2 separate regions of the Macaca mulatta genome follow, and region 2 is linked to region 1. A link is a contact called in public Hi-C data. All regions are on one chromosome and are shown on one strand. Each heading gives the region's core, a stretch centred on a gene start, on an enhancer-like site or on the middle of the called end of the contact. The rest is flanking DNA. Distances are from core to core; before and after follow the strand shown.

Region 1 (5,183 bases), core at 2,006-4,505:
ACTCTGTCAGTTGGTTAAGAAAAACAGCCGGATTTTCATCTGAGCCTTGGACTACCTCCTTTAAGTTATTAAAATTGACTGACTTATTGGAGGCTGCCTGCATGCCAGCAAGAAGGCACTGGACCATCATATCTTGGCGGCGGCGGCCTGCCTGACCAACCTGCTAGTCCTAGTTGGGCTCGGCTGAGGGCACCACCTCAGTGCCAACTGGCATGGCGTGGCCAGTTAAATGAACCTGGTCAGCGTGCTGCCTGGCTGCCACTAGGATACGCTCCCATTCCTCAGGGCACAGGGTTGAGGTCATAACGATATGGGGATCATGCGAGGTGAGGTCACACGCCTGGCACAGGTATCTCAACTTTTTGAAATACTGAGTGGGGTTGGCCGAGAAAGAGCCTACACGCTCTTCAATCTTAGACAGGTCTGCCAGCGAAAATAGCACATGGACCCGGACCACTCCTTCGGCACCTGCCACCTCTCGCAAGGGACACAGGAGGTCGGTCCTGGACCGAGTATGGGCTGAGACAGGCGAGCAAGGGGAGGAGGTGGAGGTAGGGGAGACAGAATCTGTCGGGTTTGGCGAGGGCACAGGAGGAGTGGAAGGGAGGGGAGGCAGTGACGAGGACGGGGATAATGGCGGGTCAGGGTAAGGAGAAGGTTGGGTGGGAGACCGAAGGGGTGGCCGGGATAGGGTGTCAGGAGGCTCAGAAAAAGAGGAGGAATCATCCCTCTCCTTGCTCGAGGGAAGAGACTTTGCGAGTAGGACCTGAGCTAACGAGCATTGAGCACAGAGATCTGGGCGAGAACGCAAGTCCCAAAAGGCTTGAACATAGGCTATCTCGTGCCATTTGCCTAGTCTCTTGCAGAAGTTGGTCAGATCCAAGAGGATGTTAAAGTCTAGAGTGCCTTCTGCAGGCCACTGAGACTGATTATCCAATTTATACTGCGGTCATGCTACCGTGCAGAAGAAAATGAGCCGCTTTTGTTTTAGGTCTTGGCTGAGACTTAAAGTCTGGAAATTAGCCAAGAGGCACCTCAGAGGGGATTTTCGGTTTGGTTTGGACTGGGTAGTTCCCACGGTCCTAAGGCAGGCAGTCCGGTGGCAATGGGAGCATCCTCCCACTGTCATGAGGAGTGCGGGGTACGGCAGCTTCCAGGGAGGTTGGACGTCTCCTAGTCCCCGGTGCCAAGGTCACAGTTGACCAGAGGGAGCCCCTGACGTGGCCATGCGTTTCAGACAAGGACTTCCCGGAGGGGGCCTACAGGACAGGGGAAAACTTACCCAGCAGTGATTGAATTGAGTCTTGGATTTGGTGAAACGGCTCCCGGCTCAGAAAGAAGGTCCTGGCTCTGGGAGAGGAGAGCCTGCCCGACCTAGGAAGGGTCCGGGGGAGGGGTCTCCTCCTGGGTTTCGGCACCAAATGTAAAGGTAAACTGAGGCTGGAGCCGAACCGGGAACGAAGACACAAGGCAAATGGCAGTGAGAACAGCCTTTATTAGGACTCGCGAGCGAGGTTCCTCGGTCCAAAGGTGCGGGCCAAGGAAGTCGCACTGAGGGAGGACGGTAGGGGCTTTTTATAGCCCGAGAGGTAGGGAAGCTGGTTGTGCAAACAGGGCCTGGGGGGTCCTGAAACTACTAGGGCAGGAGTTGAGTAAGGGTCATGAGGAAGGGGTCTTTGGAAACTGTCAACCAAAACTGCTGTTCACGAACTTGTTGAATGCAGGTGAGCTGCAGGTCATGGGGAAGTGTGGTTGCCCAGCCAGAACTCTGACACATGTAAGTCTGCGAGTGTGTACAAGGGTGAAGGGAGTCTTTAACAAAAGGCCTGCTATGCCGGGTAACACCGCCAAGTTGGGTCTAGATTCCTGCCTAACATCCACCTTGTTCTATATTTGAGATGCTGTTAATCTGTGACCCTACCCCCAACCTTGTCCTTGCAAGAGACATGTGCTGCGGTGACTCAAGGTTTAAAGGATTTTGGCCTGTGCAGGGTGTGCTTTGTTAAAGAAGTGCCTGAAGGCAGCTTACTGGTTAAAAGTCATCACCATTCTCTTAATCTCAAGTACCCAGGGACGCTTACACTGCCAAAGGTCACAGGGACCTCTGCCTAGGAAAGCTAGGTATTGTCCAAGGTTTCTCCCCATGTGATAGTCTGAAATATGGCCCCGTGGGAAGGGAAAGACCTGATCGTCCCCCAGCCTGACGCCCCCCAGCCTGACACCCGTGAAAGGTCTGTGCTGAGGAGGACTAGTATAGGAGGAAAGAAGGCCTCTTGGCAGTTGAGATAGAGAAAAGCATCTGTCTCCTGCCCGTCCCTGGGCAATGGAACATCTCGGTGTAAAACCAGATTGTTGTTCTGTTTACTGAGAAAGGAGAAAACCGCCTTAGGGCGAAAGGTGGGACTTCCTAGCAATGCTGCTCTTTATGCACTAAAAAGGTTTATGGAGATGTTTGCATATGCATATCAAGGCACAGCACTTTTCCTTAAACTAATATCACAGAGATCTTTATTCACATTTCTTACTGCTTACCTTCTCCCTATGATGATCCTATTATCCTGTCACTTCCCTTTTTCTAAGACGGTAAGGATAATTATCAATAAATACTAAGGGAACTCAGAGACCGGTGCCAGCTTAGGTCCCCTGGGCCCACCTTTTCTTTCTCTATACTTTGTCTCTGTGTCTCATTTCTTTTCTCAAGTCTCTGGTTCCACCTAAGGAGAAACGCCCACAGATGTGGAGGGGCAGGCCACTCCTTCAAAGAGGTTGTCAGGCAGTCAGGCAGCAGGTCATTATTAAGACCGATAACTTCAAGCATCGATTAAATCCATCATTTTGGAACTGTGAAATGTGTAAAGTGATCAGCTACAAAGAGCCAAATATAGAATTCTGAAGATACAGAATGTGGTGGCTTGGCTGCTGCAACAGGCAAAGCAGCAGCCTGGGTTTCTCCGGCCCGTCACTCGAACCCACCGGCTCATCACCGCAAGGTGCGGCCAGATGCCCTTTATCTTACCTTGGGAGCGAATCTCCTCTGTTCACACAACCCGGCCACCGGCTCCTACCGCGCTGGCACCCCTCTGGCAGCGAGGGTTCGTCCCAGTGCGGGTGACGCCCGGAAAGGAGCCAGTCCCAACAGCGCAGGAGGCTGAGGGGTCCCTCTACCAGGATTCGCTCACCTGCTTCCAGGTGTGTCGCCTAACAGCGGCTCCCGTTCACCTTCGATCCGCAGGTCCGCCATAGTTACAGTCCCTACAAGGCGTCTTGCGCCCAACTCTCGCGACACCTGCTTTCTCACATTCTGGGTGGCGTGAAGCTGGCAAAACAAGCCTGCAAGTGCGCGTGCGCACCTGACAGTCGGACGTGAGCGGAACGCCCCGAGGTCATAGGCGGGGTCACGCGGAAGGCCGGACAGCGCAGGGCGAAAGGAAGCAGCAGGGCAAGGGAGCCTTCTCCCTCAGTAGGCGCTTCCCATTCTGAGGGGGAGGAAGAGCCGAGGCGAGCTCGGGGCGTGTCCAAACTGCCGCCCCGCCCCGCTCCGCCCCGCGCTCGTCTTCGTCTCTCCGCTTCGCCTTCCATTTGGATTCCTGGAAAGGTTACCCGACCCGCGGTTGGGGCTCTGACCAAAGTCGAGTCCTCGAAAGGGAGCCTGGAAAGCGGCGGTGCTGGGAGGCCCGGCCAGCTCAATCGCAGGCTTCTGCCTGACGGCCGGTAGGTAGCCGGCCGGGTTAAGTAGCAGGCGCGCTAAGAGCTCCCCGCGCCTCTTAGCGCGTCGTGTACGTGCCGGGAGGCAGGGACCTGGGACGCGGAGCTAGGCGGGAGACTCGCGGGTCAGGGACGTGGGGTGAGGCAGGGGCGAGAGACAAGGCTGAAGTCCGCGGCGCGCTCCGGAGGGCCGAGGTGATGGGGGCGAGCGGGTGGGCAGTCCCTTACCCCCCGTGAAAGGTAGAGCTGCCTTCCAGCTCTCTTCTCTAGGTCGGCTAAATGCAAGGGCACATTACCTGGAGGGCTTGTCAAAGCCAGTACTGAAGGTGGGATCCGCTGCTTGTAAGCTGCAGGTTGCCGGATGCGCACCCCAACGGCGGCTGCGCCTACGGGGGCCTCAGCCTTGCAAAATCTCACTCAGAAGAGCCTGCTGCTGAAACGTGGAGGTTGAAAAAGGCACAGCACCTGCCTAGCAATGACCAGCTCCTTTCGTCACAAGGAAGATGACATTTTTAGAAAACATGTCATGGGTTTTCACGAGATCTCCATGTTTATTTCCTGGTAGTTATGTATTAACATCTTATCTTTACTATTAGGCTTGTAGGCTAGCTGGTGTCAGTAGTCATTCTGTGTCTCATAAATTACCGTTTTATTAGCGCCAGATACATTGTCATGTAATTTCATTTGATCACAACTGAAATAGGCAAAGCAGACACATTTCTATTTTACCGAAAATTAAGATCCAGACAAGTTAAACCTAGAGTCACTCGGTGTGGAAGTGGCAAAGTTGGAAACCAAACTTAATTTTTTTAATTAATATTTATGAGCATTTACCCAATGCTAGGTCCTATACTAGTTGCACAGTCGTGTATGATATATGACATCACTTCTGATCTTTGTGTCATTTTTGACCTTGTGTGTATCAACCAGGCACGGTCAACTGGTGAACACCTAAACTTGAAACGTGCAGGCCGGGTGCGGTGGCTCACGCCTGTAATCCCAGCACTTTGGGAGGCCGAGGCGGGCGGATCATGAGGTCAGGAGATCGAGACCATCCTGGCTAACACGGTGAAACCTCGACTCTACTAAAAATACACCAAAAAAAAGAAAATTAGCCGGGCTTGGTGGCACGCACCTGTAGTCCCAGCTACTCAGGAGGCTGAGGCAGGAGAATCCCTTGAACCCAGGAGGCTGAGGCTGCAGTGAGCCGAGATCGTGCCACTGCACTCCAGCCTGGGCAAGAGAGCGAGACTCTGTCTCAAAAAAAAATAAATAAAAACCTTGAAACGTACTATTCAGAAATACCATCTAAATCAAGACCTATTTGCACTTGGATTCAGTCTTGTAGATTCATTTGTAACAGTTCACAAAAACAAGTCAGATTTGTATTATTGGTTCCAAGAAGATACATAGGTAGAAAAGTTAGTATTTTCTTGCCATAATGTCGCTTTACTATATTGTCTATATTGTCTTTTTTA
Region 2 (5,183 bases), core at 1,056-3,555, 110 kb after region 1:
TTCCAGACCAGGTGAATACCCTACCCAAGGGCAGAAAATCCACAGATTGGCTAATGACTTGTATAATCTGGCTGGAAAAAATAACTAGGGTCAAGCAGTCTTTTATCCTTGATTTTGAACTAAGAAGCAGAGGAAGAGTCTGGCACGTAGCTGCAGAGGCAGAATAAAGTAACAAGATATAGGTTAATAACAGCAAATTAGGTCAGTCAGATGAAACTAAAATCAGACGGAACGCTCAAATTTTGTAATTTTAAGTTTATTATTAAAAGGACCCTTTACAGAGGTGTGAGACTGGGCGTGGTGGTTCACGCCTGTAATCCCAGCACTTTGAGAAGCCAAGGTGGGCGGGGGGGGGGGGTATGACCTGAGGCCGGGAGTTCAAGACCAGCCTGGCCAACATGGTGAAACACTATCTCTACCAAAAATACAAAAATTAGCCTGGTGTGGTGGTGGGAGCCTGTAATCTCAGCTACTCAAGAGGCTGAGGCATGAGAATCGCTTGAACCCGAGAGACAGAGGTTGCAGTGAGCCCTGACTGCGCCACTGCACTCTAGCCTGGGCACAGAGAGAGATTACCTCCAAAAAAAAAAAAAAAAAAAAAAGAACTCCAGACGCCGTGCTTCACACCTGTAATCCCAGCACTTTGAGAAGCTGAGGCGGGTGGATCATTTAAGGTCAGGAGTTCAAGACCAGCCTGGCCAACATGATGAAACCCCATCTCTACTAAATATACAAAAATTAGCTGGGTGGTAGTGGCGTGCCTGTAATCCCAGCTACTCAGGAGGCTGAGGCAGGAGAATCTCTTGAGCCTCGGAGGCAGAGGTTGCAGTTAGCCGAGATCACGCCACTGTGATCAGCCTGGGCCAACAGAGTGAGACTCTGTCTCAAACAACCACCACCACCACCAATAAAAAATACAAAGCGATAGGCCGGGTGCGGTGGCTCAAGCCTGTAATCCCAGCACTTTGGGAGGCCAAGACGGGCGGATCACGAGGTCAGGAGATCAAGACCATCCTGGCTAACACGGTGAAACCTGGTCTCTACTAAAAAATACAAAAAATTAGCCGGGCGTGGTGGCGGGCGCCTGTAGTCCCAGCTACTCGGGAGGCTGAGGCAGGAGAATGGCATGAACCCGAGAGGTGGAGCTTGCAGTGAGCTGAGATCTGGCCACTGCACTCCAGCCTGGGCGACAGAGCAAGACTCCGTCTCAAAACAACAACAACAACAACAACAAAACCACAGGGCCACTAATAACCTAACAGAGCTAGTAAAGATGGCTGGGAATATAGGTGGAAGTACAATCCCCGTTTAATTGCAACAAGGTTCTCTTTTTTTTTTTTTTTTTTTTGAGACGGAGTCTCGCTCTGTCGCCCAGCCCAGGCTGGAGTGCAGTGGCGCGATCTCGGCTCACTGCAAGCTCCGCCTTCCGGGTTCACGCCATTCTCCTGCCTCAGCCTCCCGAGTAGCTGGGACTACAGGCGCCCACAACCGCGCCCGGCTAATTTTTTGTATTTTTAGTAGAGACGAGGTTTCACTGTGGTCTCGATCTCATGACCTTGTGATCCGCCCGCCTCGGCCTCCCAAAGTGCTGGGATTACAGGCATGAGCCACCGCGCCTGGCCCTGCAACAAGGTTCTCTAGGTTACTTAGGGTCAGGTAAACTGGAGATCACTGACATGGAAAACAAGAAAACCCTTATTGTTTATAGCTGTTATGTATAAATAGGTTATTAGCCTTAGGAAAATCATGCCGAGTACAGCTTTTGAGTAAGCAAAAAGTATTAACGTCGGGTTGAATGTAATTGAAGCGAGACCTACTGGACGTGGGGTGGGGGTTGCAAGCCCATACAAAAGGCAAGCACGGATAACTTATTTCACAAGGCTATGGGGTTGTGGGGCTCGGAAAAAGAAACATCAGCGGCGGAACCTGCTCTCAGCCACCTTGCATCAGAACACAAACAATGACTCAAAAATACACGCATATGAAACGAGTATCATCTCTAAGTGAATGTGAGTGCCAAGTAGAAAGCTAGTATCCGATTTATTATCGCAACGTCTTTGTACCATTTTAACATCCATTCCAGGAAGAAAAAGCCTATTGGGAATATGGTTAACTTATAATTAAGTGCTGTTTCCCCAAATTAAAGAAACAACAACAAAAAAATCTAAAAGCCAGCGAAATACTATTTAATTTACTCAGTAACCCTTTAAAACTCTTTTAGTTGGTGGGTGGGAATCCGGGCGGGGAGGCGCACTAAACCGAACGCCGGGGCAAAGGTTTCCTAAACAGTTACCAGGAGGTAACTCCGCTTTCATCTCGGACGTGGCTCAAGATTACAGGTGATCGCAGTGCCCGGAGGCGCCAGGAGGCAACTTTCACAGGGGGGAGGCGCCGGGCGCCAGGGGGCCAAGCGGCCGGGCCCGGGAGCCCACTTCACTTGGGAGCCGCCCCAGGCCGGGGGTCGACACCGCGTTCCCTCCCTTAGCCTAGCCGCGACCCAGCTTTAGGGCCTAAGGGCAAATCAAGCGCCCGGTCCTCCCGGCGCCATGTGCGCGGCCCGCCCAGGCCCTTGGCCACCGTCGCCGCGGGGGCAGGCCGCGAGCCACAGAGGGCTGGTGCGCGTCCCGCCCCTGAGCCCGCAGTAGGGGCGGCCTCAGACCGTGAGCCGGGAGTCGTCCCCTTAGTCCTCCCTCGCACTCGGAGGGCCTCCGGGGCGGGGCAGGCCTTCGGGCCGGGCGGCACCCGGGCGGTCGAATCCGTCAGCTCCCGCGAGTGGCCCGGCGAGGGAAGGAGCCGGTGAGTAGCCACGTCACGCTCCTCAGGGAGGCCCCGCCCCGTGCTCTCGGGCCGCCCCTCCTCGCCGTCTCCACGCCTCCGCGGGCAGTTACCGGCGCTGGCTGCTCGCGCCTCCCCAACTCGGGTAAAGCTCCTAGGCCCCTGCGTGCTGCGCCTCCGCAGCTGCCCTGCGCCAGGTGAGAGCTCGCGGCTCCCGGCTGCGGCTCCCGGCGCGTGGTGGCGGGCTCCGGGCGTGCGTCGCGTAGAGGACGGGGCCGGCGGGCGGTTGGCGCTCCGTTCGGTGCGGGGAGGGGCGTCACGCCGGGCGCTGCGCGGCCTCGGCGGGCGGCGGCAGTGGCGGCCACGGCCGCCGGGCTCTCAGGTTCTCTGCCCCCAGCTGGAGCCGGTCGGTGTCCGGGCGGAGAGACGGGCAGTCAGGCTCCCTGGCCTCGGGGCCACCCCGGCCGGGGCGGCTGGGGCAGAGGGACGATGTCTGCTCGCGCCCCGGTGCCCGCCGCCCATTCTCGGGAGGATCCGCCCGCGGTGACTGCTGAGAGGGAGTCGCTGTTGGCCGCGGCGAACCGGCCGGCCGAGCAGCCGCCCCCGCCCGAACGTGAGGGCAAAGAGGCGGCGAGGGAGGACAGGGCCGCGGCCGCCACTAGCGCGGGGGCGCGGGGAGAGCCGTCGCCGGCGCTGGTGCTGGGACGCAGCGTGCCCCAGGCGGCTGTCCCCGTGAGGCCCCTGGCGCTGCACTTGGCGCACAAGGCGCGTGGGCCAGGTGGCCCCTTCGGCGGGGAGCCGCCACCACCGCCACCGCCGCCGCCGTCGCCGTTGCCGCCGTTGCTGCGGGATCCGCCGGCCGAGGACGCCCGGGAAGAGGCGGCAGCTGGCCCTGCGGTAAAGCGGCAGCCGCCGCCACTGCCGCCTAAGGGAAATCCCTGGACCAAAAAGCCTCCCCAGCACCTGTCCCCAGACACGACAGGTCCACCGCCGCCCCCGCTGGAAACCCTGGAGGCAGGTCTGTGGTTGCTGTGCGTTGGGCACTGGCAGGGTGCGGGCAGGGGCGACTTGCGGGACTTGCCGGCGCGTGGCGGCGGTAGCGGGCGCCGGGCCCGGGTAACGGCAGGCCTCCCTTCCCTGTCAGTCGGATGTAATTTGTTCCAAGGTGTCATTCACTCTGCCTATTTACATACATGGGCATCTGGGAAGGGAGCGGCAGGAAGAGGTGGGACCTCAGGTTCTCCTTGCCTGGTGGGGGCACGGAGGGGGTAGCTTGGCGGCGCAGCTCTGCTGGCGCGGTTGCGATTGTGTTTTGTCTCCACGTGTTAGTGACTTGGGAAAGTAGCTAACTTTAGATACTGCAGTGCTTCGTATGGGAAAGTTTTGGTGGATTTTTTTTTTTTTTTTTTTAAGGATTGAAGCAAGTCAGAGCAAGGAGATTTATTCGTAAGTGGAAGCGCGATTGTAGTCTTTTAGTATGAAATAATAAGATGAAAATCTCAAGGTTTTCGAAACACTGCTAAGCAGTTATATTAAAAATGAGACTTTAAATGTGGTTTTAAAAGTGCTTTAAGTTATGAGTGTGCTGGAAAATAATTAAATAGGATGGTTGACATGCGAGCGTGGATTGCACGTTATGTAAATGGTTTTCTAACATTGTCAGCTCTCCTTCCCTTTAGAAGAGAGAAGATTATGCCACTGTATTTGAATGCTGACCAATGCAGTATGGCCCTTGGTGCTTTATTTTGATTGTAGCAACTGCAGCTTAAGAAAATTAAAATGGGTCGGCGCTGTGGCTCACGCCTGTAATCCCAGCACTTTGGGATGCGGAGGCGGGTGGATCACCTGCGGGTCAGGAGTTCGAGACCAGCCTCGCCAACATGGCGAAACCCCGTCTCTGCTAGAAATACAAAAATTAGCCAGGCCTGGTGGCGGGCCCTTGTAATCTCAGCTACTCGGGAGGCTGAGGCAGGGAGAATTGCTTGAACCCGGCAGGTGGAGGTTGCAGTGAGCCGAGATCGCTCTACTGCACTCCAGCCTGGGCAACGGAGTGAGACTACCTCTCAAAAAAAAAAAAAAAAAAAAAAAAAAAAGTTAAAATGGAAATAAAAACCATGACAAAAAGCAGTATCTGACCGGGCGCGGTGGCCTGTAATGCTAGCACTTTGGGAAGCTGAGGCGGGTGGATCACCTGAGCTCGGGAGTTTGAGACCAGCCTGACTAACACGGAGAAACCTTGTCTCTACTAAAAATACAAATTAACTGGGCGTGGTGGCGCATGCCTGTAATCCCAGCTACTTGGGAGGCTGAGGCAGGAGAATCGCTTGAACCCGGGAGGCGGAGGTTGCGGTGAGCTGAGATCGAGCCACTGCATTCCAGCCTGGGCAACAGGAGCGAAACTCTGTCTC

Evidence for each region. Hi-C and Micro-C count contacts between places; a contact is called where the count stands out from the background.
Region 2: a Hi-C map of liver shows a contact between it and region 1, with 2.0 times the contacts expected there. The contact joins the promoter of LARP1B here to the promoter of MFSD8 in region 1. A contact is called at or near these places in 2 of 14 Hi-C or Micro-C datasets (fetal cortex germinal zone and liver).

Annotation. Positions count from the first base shown.
Region 1 is chr5:136,715,566-136,720,748 of T2T-MMU8v2.0, forward strand. MFSD8 (major facilitator superfamily domain containing 8) reads right to left here and starts at 3,256. Exons shown (of 11, transcript XR_013417292.1): 1 at 3,180-3,256. It overlaps ABHD18 (abhydrolase domain containing 18), which reads left to right and starts at 3,386. Exons shown (of 11, transcript XM_078002243.1): 1 at 3,386-3,711.
Region 2 is chr5:136,825,097-136,830,279 of T2T-MMU8v2.0, forward strand. It overlaps LARP1B (La ribonucleoprotein 1B), which reads left to right and starts at 2,306. Exons shown (of 19, transcript XM_078002251.1): 1 at 2,306-2,796.